Linked DNA regions of Oryctolagus cuniculus: all the other regions are linked to region 2. A link is a contact called in public Hi-C and Micro-C data. All regions are on one chromosome and are shown on one strand. The core of a region is the stretch at or near the end of the contact, and the rest is flanking DNA. Distances in the headings are between cores, read along the strand shown. Region 1 has its middle 75 kb from the start of ZFP36L1. Region 2 overlaps RAD51B (RAD51 paralog B). Region 3 overlaps RAD51B (RAD51 paralog B).

The links. Hi-C and Micro-C count contacts between places; a contact is called where the count stands out from the background.
Region 1: a Micro-C map of ear pinna shows a contact between it and region 2, with 4 times the contacts expected there. The contact joins two enhancer-like sites. A contact is called at or near these places in 2 of 6 Hi-C or Micro-C datasets (ear pinna and an unstated tissue).
Region 3: a Hi-C map of an unstated tissue shows a contact between it and region 2, with 8 times the contacts expected there. The contact joins two enhancer-like sites. A contact is called at or near these places in 2 of 6 Hi-C or Micro-C datasets (skin fibroblasts and an unstated tissue).

The regions. Positions count from the first base shown.
Region 1 is chr20:14,614,287-14,617,102 of mOryCun1.1, reverse strand. No RefSeq gene overlaps it. Among named protein-coding and RNA genes, the nearest start is that of ZFP36L1, 75 kb to the left of the region's middle. Within about 2 kb of position 1,347, at least 7 of the 8 cell types and tissues checked have an H3K27ac peak or open chromatin away from gene starts, as enhancers often do. A contact at or near this core is called in ear pinna, where this site is marked.
Region 2 is chr20:14,112,722-14,115,421 of mOryCun1.1, reverse strand. The region is part of intron 7 of RAD51B (RAD51 paralog B); the gene reads right to left. Among named protein-coding and RNA genes, the nearest start is that of RAD51B, 400 kb to the right of the region's middle. Within about 2 kb of position 1,286, at least 4 of the 8 cell types and tissues checked have an H3K27ac peak or open chromatin away from gene starts, as enhancers often do. A contact at or near this core is called in ear pinna, where this site is marked.
Region 3 is chr20:14,391,261-14,394,127 of mOryCun1.1, reverse strand. It overlaps RAD51B (RAD51 paralog B), which reads right to left. Exons shown (of 11, transcript XM_070065137.1): 11 at 358-451. Among named protein-coding and RNA genes, the nearest start is that of ZFP36L1, 300 kb to the left of the region's middle. Within about 2 kb of position 1,392, at least 2 of the 8 cell types and tissues checked have an H3K27ac peak or open chromatin away from gene starts, as enhancers often do.

The sequences.
Region 1 (2,816 bases), core at 98-2,597, 500 kb before region 2:
TGCCCAAGAGTAGTTTCTTTTCTCTATTATTCTTTTATTTTTTATATTTTTTATTTTTCTTTAATTTATTTGACAGATAGAGTTATATTCAGTGAGAGAGAGAGACAGAGAGAAAGGTCTTCCTTCCATTGGTTCATCCCCTAAATGGCCGCTACGGCTAGAACTACACCTATCCAAAGCCAGGAGCCAGGTGCTTCTTCCTGGTCTCCCATGCGGGTGCAGGACCCAAGCACTTGGGCCATCCTCCACTGCCCTCCTGGGCCACAGCAGAGAGCTGGACTGGAAGAGGGACAACCGGGACTAGAACCCGGCGCCCATATGGGATGCTGGCGCTGCAGGGGGAGGATTAGTCAAGTGAGCCACGGTGCCGGCCCCTCTCTATTATTCTTGATGAACTTGATATAGGCAGACAGAGAGGATCAAATTGGTTAGATTTGTAAGCTGGAGAGCACGCCCCCTGAGTGATCCCATGCTCCTACCTGATCTCACCTGGACGCCCACCTGCCAATCAGACTAGGTAACGACCACGTTGTCTGGTCTATGTGAGCCGGCATGCAGAATTCTTCTCTGCGTAAAAGGCAAGAACCCACGAAGATTATTAATATTAAAATTTATTAATAACCTGGGCGATATAAAAATCACGGGCAGTCCTTACTTGAATGCGCTGGACATTGGGAAGGGGCGAATGCTGTTCTTACAAGGGATCCAGATAATCCCTAGGTTCTTTAAGGATCCCTACCTGGAATCCACTTGGTCTTAAAAGAGCAGTGGCCCAGACTTTCATGCCAATTTGCATGATTTGCAATGTAATGAAATTCCCAAGTAGAAAGAACTGTTTGATAAGTGGGATTGCAAAGTGTTCCTCATGTATTAACTCAGTACGTGCAAACGTAGCGTCTTCATGTTCCTGTTTCTTGCCTCTGCAGGACTGGGAAGAAACGGTAGGGGGAGAAAAGCAGGAGCCGCTCTGTGGGGCTTGCGCGGTGGAGGAGCAGCTCCCAGCATCTCATTTCCGGAGACCTTCTGGGCCCCAGAAAATGGCTCTCAGCTGTCCCTGCAGTGCTGCCCCCGCCCCCCACCCCCGCCAGCCCCTACGGGCACCGCGAGCACCCCCAGGCTCCCAGCCTCCTGGGTGTGGGTTGGGGTGAGGAAGCCTGTGCGGCCAGGGCTGGGAGCCTCCCACCGCGGTGGAGCTGAGCCGACCACACCGCCTGTCTCTCCCAATTAGCTCCCCAAAGGGAACAAAGCCTCATTTCTTTTCCTCTCTTCGTTCCCAGGCACTGGCTGGGGAGAAACAATCCCTGGCAGCTCAGGGGTTAAAACCAAAACACAGTGAGGGGGAAACCAGCCAGGCAGCTGCAGCGGCTCCTCTGAGCCACTCCTGGCCAAACAGAGGCCCCAGCAACTCCTTGGAGACTTGAACCCTGGGCGATGGAATTTCCCCTTGCATGGAAGCTATTGTCCCCTAGCAAGGGCCAGGGCCAGCGGAGGGCCCCAGGACGGCTCCCCAGGCGCTGCAGCCGGGGGACTCCTGAGAGCCCCAGGGCTCTGTCCCACCCAGCTGGGCCTGGGTGAAAAGGCAGTGGGGGTGCACCCAGCCTCCCGCCCTGGGAAAAAGGGGGGCTCCCATGGGGGCTTCCAAAGGCCTGGGCACCAGTTGCCCCACTCCTCAGCCCTGGCCAGCCAGCCAGCCACTGGGATGGAATAAAAGGCTCGGTTCCCTTGGCAACCGCGGGGTCTAGAGTTTTCAGAGTACAAGCTGGGCTTGGGGGAGGAAGAGAGGTGGGGGTGGGGGCGGGGAGGGGGAGGCCCCGCCTGATTGCCAGTGCTGTTTGAGTTTGCATCTCAAGGGGAGTCCTTGCAGGCTGTGGCCTGGGAAACGCAGGCTCCCCTGAGTTTGTGTGTGTGGGGGCGGGGTGGGGGCACCCCTCACTGCTCCTCAGTCCCTGGTGGGAACACGACTTTGCAGGCGCCCGCATTCGCCTCGTGGACGGCCCAGGAGCGCTCCGCCGAGCCTGTCTTCAGAGGCAGCCGGGGCCGGCCCTGCTTTATAACTGGACACCCTGCAAGTGTTGACGGATGCTCCAGCCCGCAGAGAGCTAGCCATGAGGCGGAGATTAGAATAGCAGGCGCCTGTCTCCCGGGCCTCATCTCGCTGGAAGAGACAAAGCTATTTTTAATATCGAGCAGGAGAGCTGCTGAAGCCGTGTCGTAGAGCAGAGCCTGGCCCCACGGTGTCTCCAGCACTACCTGCCGGGAGAGGGGCTTAGGGACAGGCTGGGCCTCAGTGGCCCCGGGTGATAAGAGACAGAGGACTTTGTCCCTTTGTGGTGAGGGGGCCTAGCATGTTGTCATGAGCACCCAGACTCTGGGGTCACGCCTCTGGGATTGTGCGCTGGGAGGGCTCCCAACCCGACCCTCACACAAGTGCCTCCTTTCTTTTCTTTTTCTTTTTTTTTTTCTTTTTTTTTTTGGACAGGCAGAGTGGACAGTGAGAGAGAGAGTGACAGAGAGAAAGGTCTTCCTTTTGCCGTTGGTTCACCCTCCAATGGCCGCCGCGGCCAGCGCACCACGCTGATCCGAAGCCAGGAGCCAGGTGCTTCTCCTGGTCTCCCGTGTGGGTGCAGGGCCCAAGCACTTGGGCCATCCTCCACTGCACTCCCTGGCCACAGCAGAGAGCTGGCCTGGAAGAGGGGCAACCGGGACAGAATCCGGCACCCCGACCGGGACTAGAACCTGGTGTGCCAGTGCCGCAAGGCGGAGGATTAACCTAGTGAGCCGCGGCGCCGGCCACAAGTGCCTTTCATGGTCTTCAT
Region 2 (2,700 bases), core at 37-2,536:
CTTAATGAAAGAACTGCAGCTCCATCAGGCAAACAAATAAACAAATCCCCCACATCCCTACCCTACAGGATGATGCCAATTATGTGATTCACCCGTGGTCACTTCCACAGCACCTTTTCACGTAACTGTGCTGTGTGTGCAGATGTAGGGTACTACCTATCACCCCAGCTAAAAACTAAAAAAAAAAGCCCTGAGCACACCAGTTGGAAAGTGGTGTAGCGTGTGACGGGAGCACGCGTGGAACAGCTGAGGCCGGTTGGTTTGGGTTTGTTTCATGCAACAAGCAGGTCCCTGAGAATTCAAGATTTAATTTTTTTTTACATTTTTGTAGATGGATCAATTACTGTTCGCATCAGGGACTCACTATTTAATGAAACTTGATTGTGATTCCAGTTGTAAAGAATGCTTTTGTAATTAAAATAATATCTTTCTGTTGGATCCATTTTACATATTTAGCCTTGGTTTAAAGGCGATCCTTAATGTGGGGTGTACTAGAGTATTATTACAAGTTGGTATGCACAAGGGTACTTGAAACAGTTTGTGGAAATTGCAATGAAGAGTTTATTCTGGTGCAAAAAGTTTTGAAAATCCAGGCATCCTTTTTTTTCCTAATAAGCATTTTCCAAGAACTTTTTGAGCAACGGCCCCCACTCCCTCCCTGCGTGTAGAAGTAGTTCTGCAACCCAAGTTCACTCTCTTCACAACACGAAAGGACAAAACCTGTGCTGCAGCTTTATTTAGCTGTTTGTCCCGTGGCATGGGAGGCAGCCAGGGTCGCAGACACCAGCGAATCATTAGGAAGAAACTGGAGGCAATGCGGCCCCACCAACCACGCAGCCACACTCCCAACTCCTAAAGAACTGAATCAAGAAGAGGCTGTCCTTGAAAAACAAAATCCTGTCCTGCATATCTTAGTAGTGAGCCAAAGGCGGCATTTGGAGCTGAACCCCCAGAGCCTTGCGGTGCCACACAGGGCTCTGGGGCTTCTCCCCCAGAACCTCTGAAACTCGCTGGCACACGAAGGCAAGAGTGCCCGTGCCACGGGGTGCCTTCATCCCAACCTGCTGTTTCAGAGATGCTGCCTCTAGGCCATGTCTGCCCTCTGCTACCAGAATGCAATGGGGCAGAAGAAACAGAGCGCAGGGGAGCTGGGAGGGGGTGGGGGGAAAGGAAACCTTAAAGACAGGATCTTGGAAGCATATGTTTTAGAATCACTGCAGCCAGTTCCCTGTCAAGAAAATATTGGCCAGGTCGGTTGCTGCAATCTCATGCAGCCACAGATGGTTTATGCCTCACTGTTCTGGTCCCTGCTCCCCACCGACTGGCAAGAAACAAAGGACACGGTGCTTTGCGGTGTAGTTATTCTGCCACCTAGTGTTGGAGGTGAAAACACGTAACAGCTTTTAAAAACACATGCTGTGTGAGGGGAGCAAAACGAGAATCAGGACCTTTGCTAAATTGCATTTTTGTCTAAAACTTCAGAGTTCTGTTTACGCTGGCAGCTTGCAGAGGGCGGGGGGCGCATTGCCAACAGGTCCCTCTCGTTGCAACGGGGCCTCCAGAGAGCACTGAGCCTGCAGGTCAGGACGTGGACCAGAGAAGCAGCAGAACCTCAGAAAAGCCTTTCTGAACCACCTTCAAGAGGCCCGTGCCTTCCATGTGTACAGTGAGCAGCACGCACACAGTAAGGCAAACTAGAAAGTGAGACTAGCTGGAACTGGGCAAAGTGTAGCCACTGCGGAGAGGAGAGAGGCAAAAGTCAACAGGGACCGGTTTTTAAAGCATCATCACTTATGTGACAAAAGCACTGTGAGGCAGTGAAGGAGCGGTGGGCCCGTTTGCGCCCCACTCAGCAGCTCCCTGGCCGTGCTGGCAGCCACTGCAGGATCTCTGAGCTGCTCTCTGGGGCCCTGGGGCTTCGATCCTGTTTTCCGGGCATCTGCTGCGGTGCTCTTCCTACTTCCACAGAACTGTTCTGTGTGAGGGACCTTCCAAAAGTTCACGGCAAGGGGGATTTAAAGTTAAGTTTATTTTAGTACAAAACTTATCTAAACCCATGCTTTGAGCAGCCTTCAGAAAGCTCATGGATAATAGGTGTTAGGAAAGGCAGGCATTTCAACATTTTTCGGTACTGAAGTGAACTTCTCTTGCTGGGGCTGGTGTTGTGCACAATGGGCTAAGCCGCCGTCTGTGATGCCGGCATCCCATATGAGCTCTGGCTCAAGTCCCGGCTGCTCTACTTCCAAGCCAGCTCCCTGCTAATGCATCTGGGAAAGCAGTGGAGGGGGGGCTACTGCCACCAACAGGGGAACCCAGATAAAGTTCCTGGCCTCCTCCAAGCCCTGCCCTGCCCATTGGGTCCATTTGGAGAGTGAATCAGCAGACAGAAGCTCTCTCCCCTCACCTCTGTCTCTTTGTCTCCCCTGTAATTCTGCCTTTCCAGGCCAGCTCTCTGCTGTGGCCCGGGAGTGCAGTGGGGGATGGCCCAAGTGCTTGGGCCCTGCACCCCATGGGAGACCAGGAGAAGTACCTGGCTCCTGCCATCGGATCAGCGTGGTGCGCCAGCCGCAGCGTGCCGGCCGTGCCGGCCATTGGATGGTGAACCAACGGCAAAAGGAAGACCTTTCTCTCTGTCTCTCTCTCTCACTGGCCACTCTGCCTGTCAAAAAAAAATAAAATAAAATAAAATAAAATAAAATA
Region 3 (2,867 bases), core at 143-2,642, 280 kb before region 2:
CAACCCAGCTACACAGCCCCCCTGCGGCGCTCCTGCTGCAAGGGCCGGCTTGTGCCGTGTACTTTCCTCCATAGCCTTGGAGACAAGGCACCATCACATATTTATTGTCACACGTATTTGCAGCATAGCTGCTTCCCAGGAGACTGTAAACTTGAGTATGAGGTTTCTCTGTCTCCTCTGCTTCCCCGCACCCAGCCCAGTGCCTGATACATGCAGGAAGTCCTCACTAAAGACGGTACTTCAAAAAGAAAATGGAATTCGAAGATAAGTTAATTTTGGTGCAAGGTATTTTGAAATCCATGCATAGTATACATTTTTACCATATGCATCTTCCAGGAACTTAAGTACTCACATATATCTGCTGGGGGAATGATTTCAAAGTAGAGATAGGTCCTGGACCAGGAGGAGCAGTTCTAGGCAAACACACACACCAAAAAGAAGGCCAGGACACCTGACAAAGAAAAAAATCCGCGATCACATCTTACTTTCCTGAAACTGGCCATCTGGCCTCTTTCTCCTCTTGCTTAATGAAGTTTCATGTTTAATAAAGGCCCTGGGGGCTGGCGCCATGGCTCACTTGGTTAATCCTCCGCCTGTGGCGCCAGCATCCCATAAGGGCACCAGGTTCTAGTCCCAGTTGCTCCTCTTCCAGTCCAACTCTCTGCTCTGGCCCAGGAGGGCAGTGGAGAATGGCCCTAGTGCTTGGGCCCCTGCACCCGCATGGGAGACCAGGAGGAAGCACCTGGCTCCTGGCTGCAGATCAGCATAGCGCCGGCCGTGGTGGCCATTTGGGGAGTGAACCAGCAGAAGGAAGACCTTTCTCTCTGTCTCTCTCTCTCACTGTTTGTAACTCTAAGAAATAAAAATAAATAAATAAATAAATAAAAGCCCTGAACAGTTAGGACAAACATACAGTGTGTGATCACAAACTTAGTGAACTGCAGCAAGTTTAAATGTCTGATATGGGAGGGCCTAAAGTCTATGCATAAGCATATCCATTCTGGTGGATGGTCTAACGGCCAAGAATTGAGTAGTTGTAATTTCAAGGTTTGTAACCCGGCAAGGCGTAGAGGTAGCTTTGGGTTACGTATCTGAATTTGCAGCAGGACCTAAGGAGCTCTGGTGGTTTAGGAGTTCAAGTACTTGGAGTTCACAAGTCCAGGGTCACTGCTCCGGCTGCCTGCTAAGGACTCCTCTGGGCTCCAGCTACAGGCAGCAGAAAACGCTGCATCGTGCTGGAGGGGAAACTGCATTGGTTTTTTTGGTTACAAAAATTAAGAGTGTGAACTCCGGCTCTTCTCCCTACCACCTCTGCGTTCACAGAACCTGGCACGGTCTTCTGTTTTCTCATCAATACCTACCTCCCAGGACTGTTACCTAACACAGCTGAGCTCTCAGGAAAAAATTCATTCACACCACTCGCCCAGGCAGGTGCAAACAAGTCTGAGCTGAGTCGGCTCCCTACAAACTGTTTCACTTTTGGAGGAAGGATGATTTCTCTCTTCCTTTTCTTTTTTACTTCCTGCCTTAAAGGACCTTCACGTCCAGGCTCAGTAGGAAAAAACCAACAAGGACTTTGCTTCGCAAATCATGCTTGGCCGTGCAAGCTCCTGCTAATGTCTACATCTGAGAGTAAACTGCTGTCGCGAGGAAACTAATGTGGAACACTGGCTGTGGCCTTTCTCGGAGCTCTACCATGCCTGCTGGGGTGCGAATGATACTGACTTTGTTCCCGTTGATGCAAACATCCGGGCAGTTGCTCATGCTGTCTGGGGTCAACGTCTCAAGATTAGAAAGTGGAGACATCCTGAGATCCAGGCAAAACCAATCATGTTGTCAGGGAGTAGCTGGGACCCCGGAGTTCCCACCTCCTTTTCCTGCCATGAAGTTTCTGTCTCGAGGGAAAACAGCTGTCCATTCTCAGGCCAACTGGGACTGAAGCCAGCTGTTGCTTCCAGATGCCAAGAGCCAGAAGCACACCCACTCGTCTCTCCCATCCCCAAGCCTGAAGTCTCAAACTTTATCGAATTCATGAATAACCTCAGGGACTTGCTAAAAACGCGCTGCCCCAGGCTGTACCTCCAGAGAATCTGACTCAGTTAGCTCAGGTAAGCCAGGTCCTATAGTCTGCACGCTTGGTCACTGCACACCTGTCCCACTGCCACCCTCCCCCACCCCACCCCTACCCAGGGAAATCCAATGTGATTAGTCTGCGACTCATCCTACAGTGATACTTGCCACAGTGGAGGCATCCGTGAGCTGGTAAATGCCTAGCACCAGCCCTGGAGCAAGGCAGGCCTGGTCTGTAGCTCTGCTGACTGCAGTGGTGTAAATATTGCCATCAGGTCAAGTACTCATGTGGCATCATGACTGTGAAGTTGGGGATAGAGGGTGAAACCAGTTCTCAGAAGGCACTGGTTCCAGCACAGCACTGGGTGGAAGTTTCTGGATGCCTCCAAATGCTGGCACGGGGACCATGGCACGGAAGGCTACTCTTTAGCCTAGGATATCGCATTCCCTGCTCCGCCCCCCAAACCCTTAGCTTTTTTTTTTTTTTTTTTTTTTTTTTTTACAGGCAGAGTGGAGAGTGAGAGAGAGAAACAGAGAGAAAGGTCTTCCTTTTGCCATTGGTTCACCCCCCAATGGCCACTGCGGCTGGCGCATCGCGCTGATCCGAAGGCAGGAGCCAGATGCCTCTCCTGGTCTCCCATGGGGTGCAGGGCCCAAGCACTTGGGCCATCCTCCACTGCACTCCCGGGCCACAGCAGAGAGCTGGCCTGGAAGAGGGGCAACCGGGACAGAATCTGGCACCCCAACCGGGACTAGAACCTGGGGTGCCGGCGCCGCAAGGCGGAGGATTAGCCTAG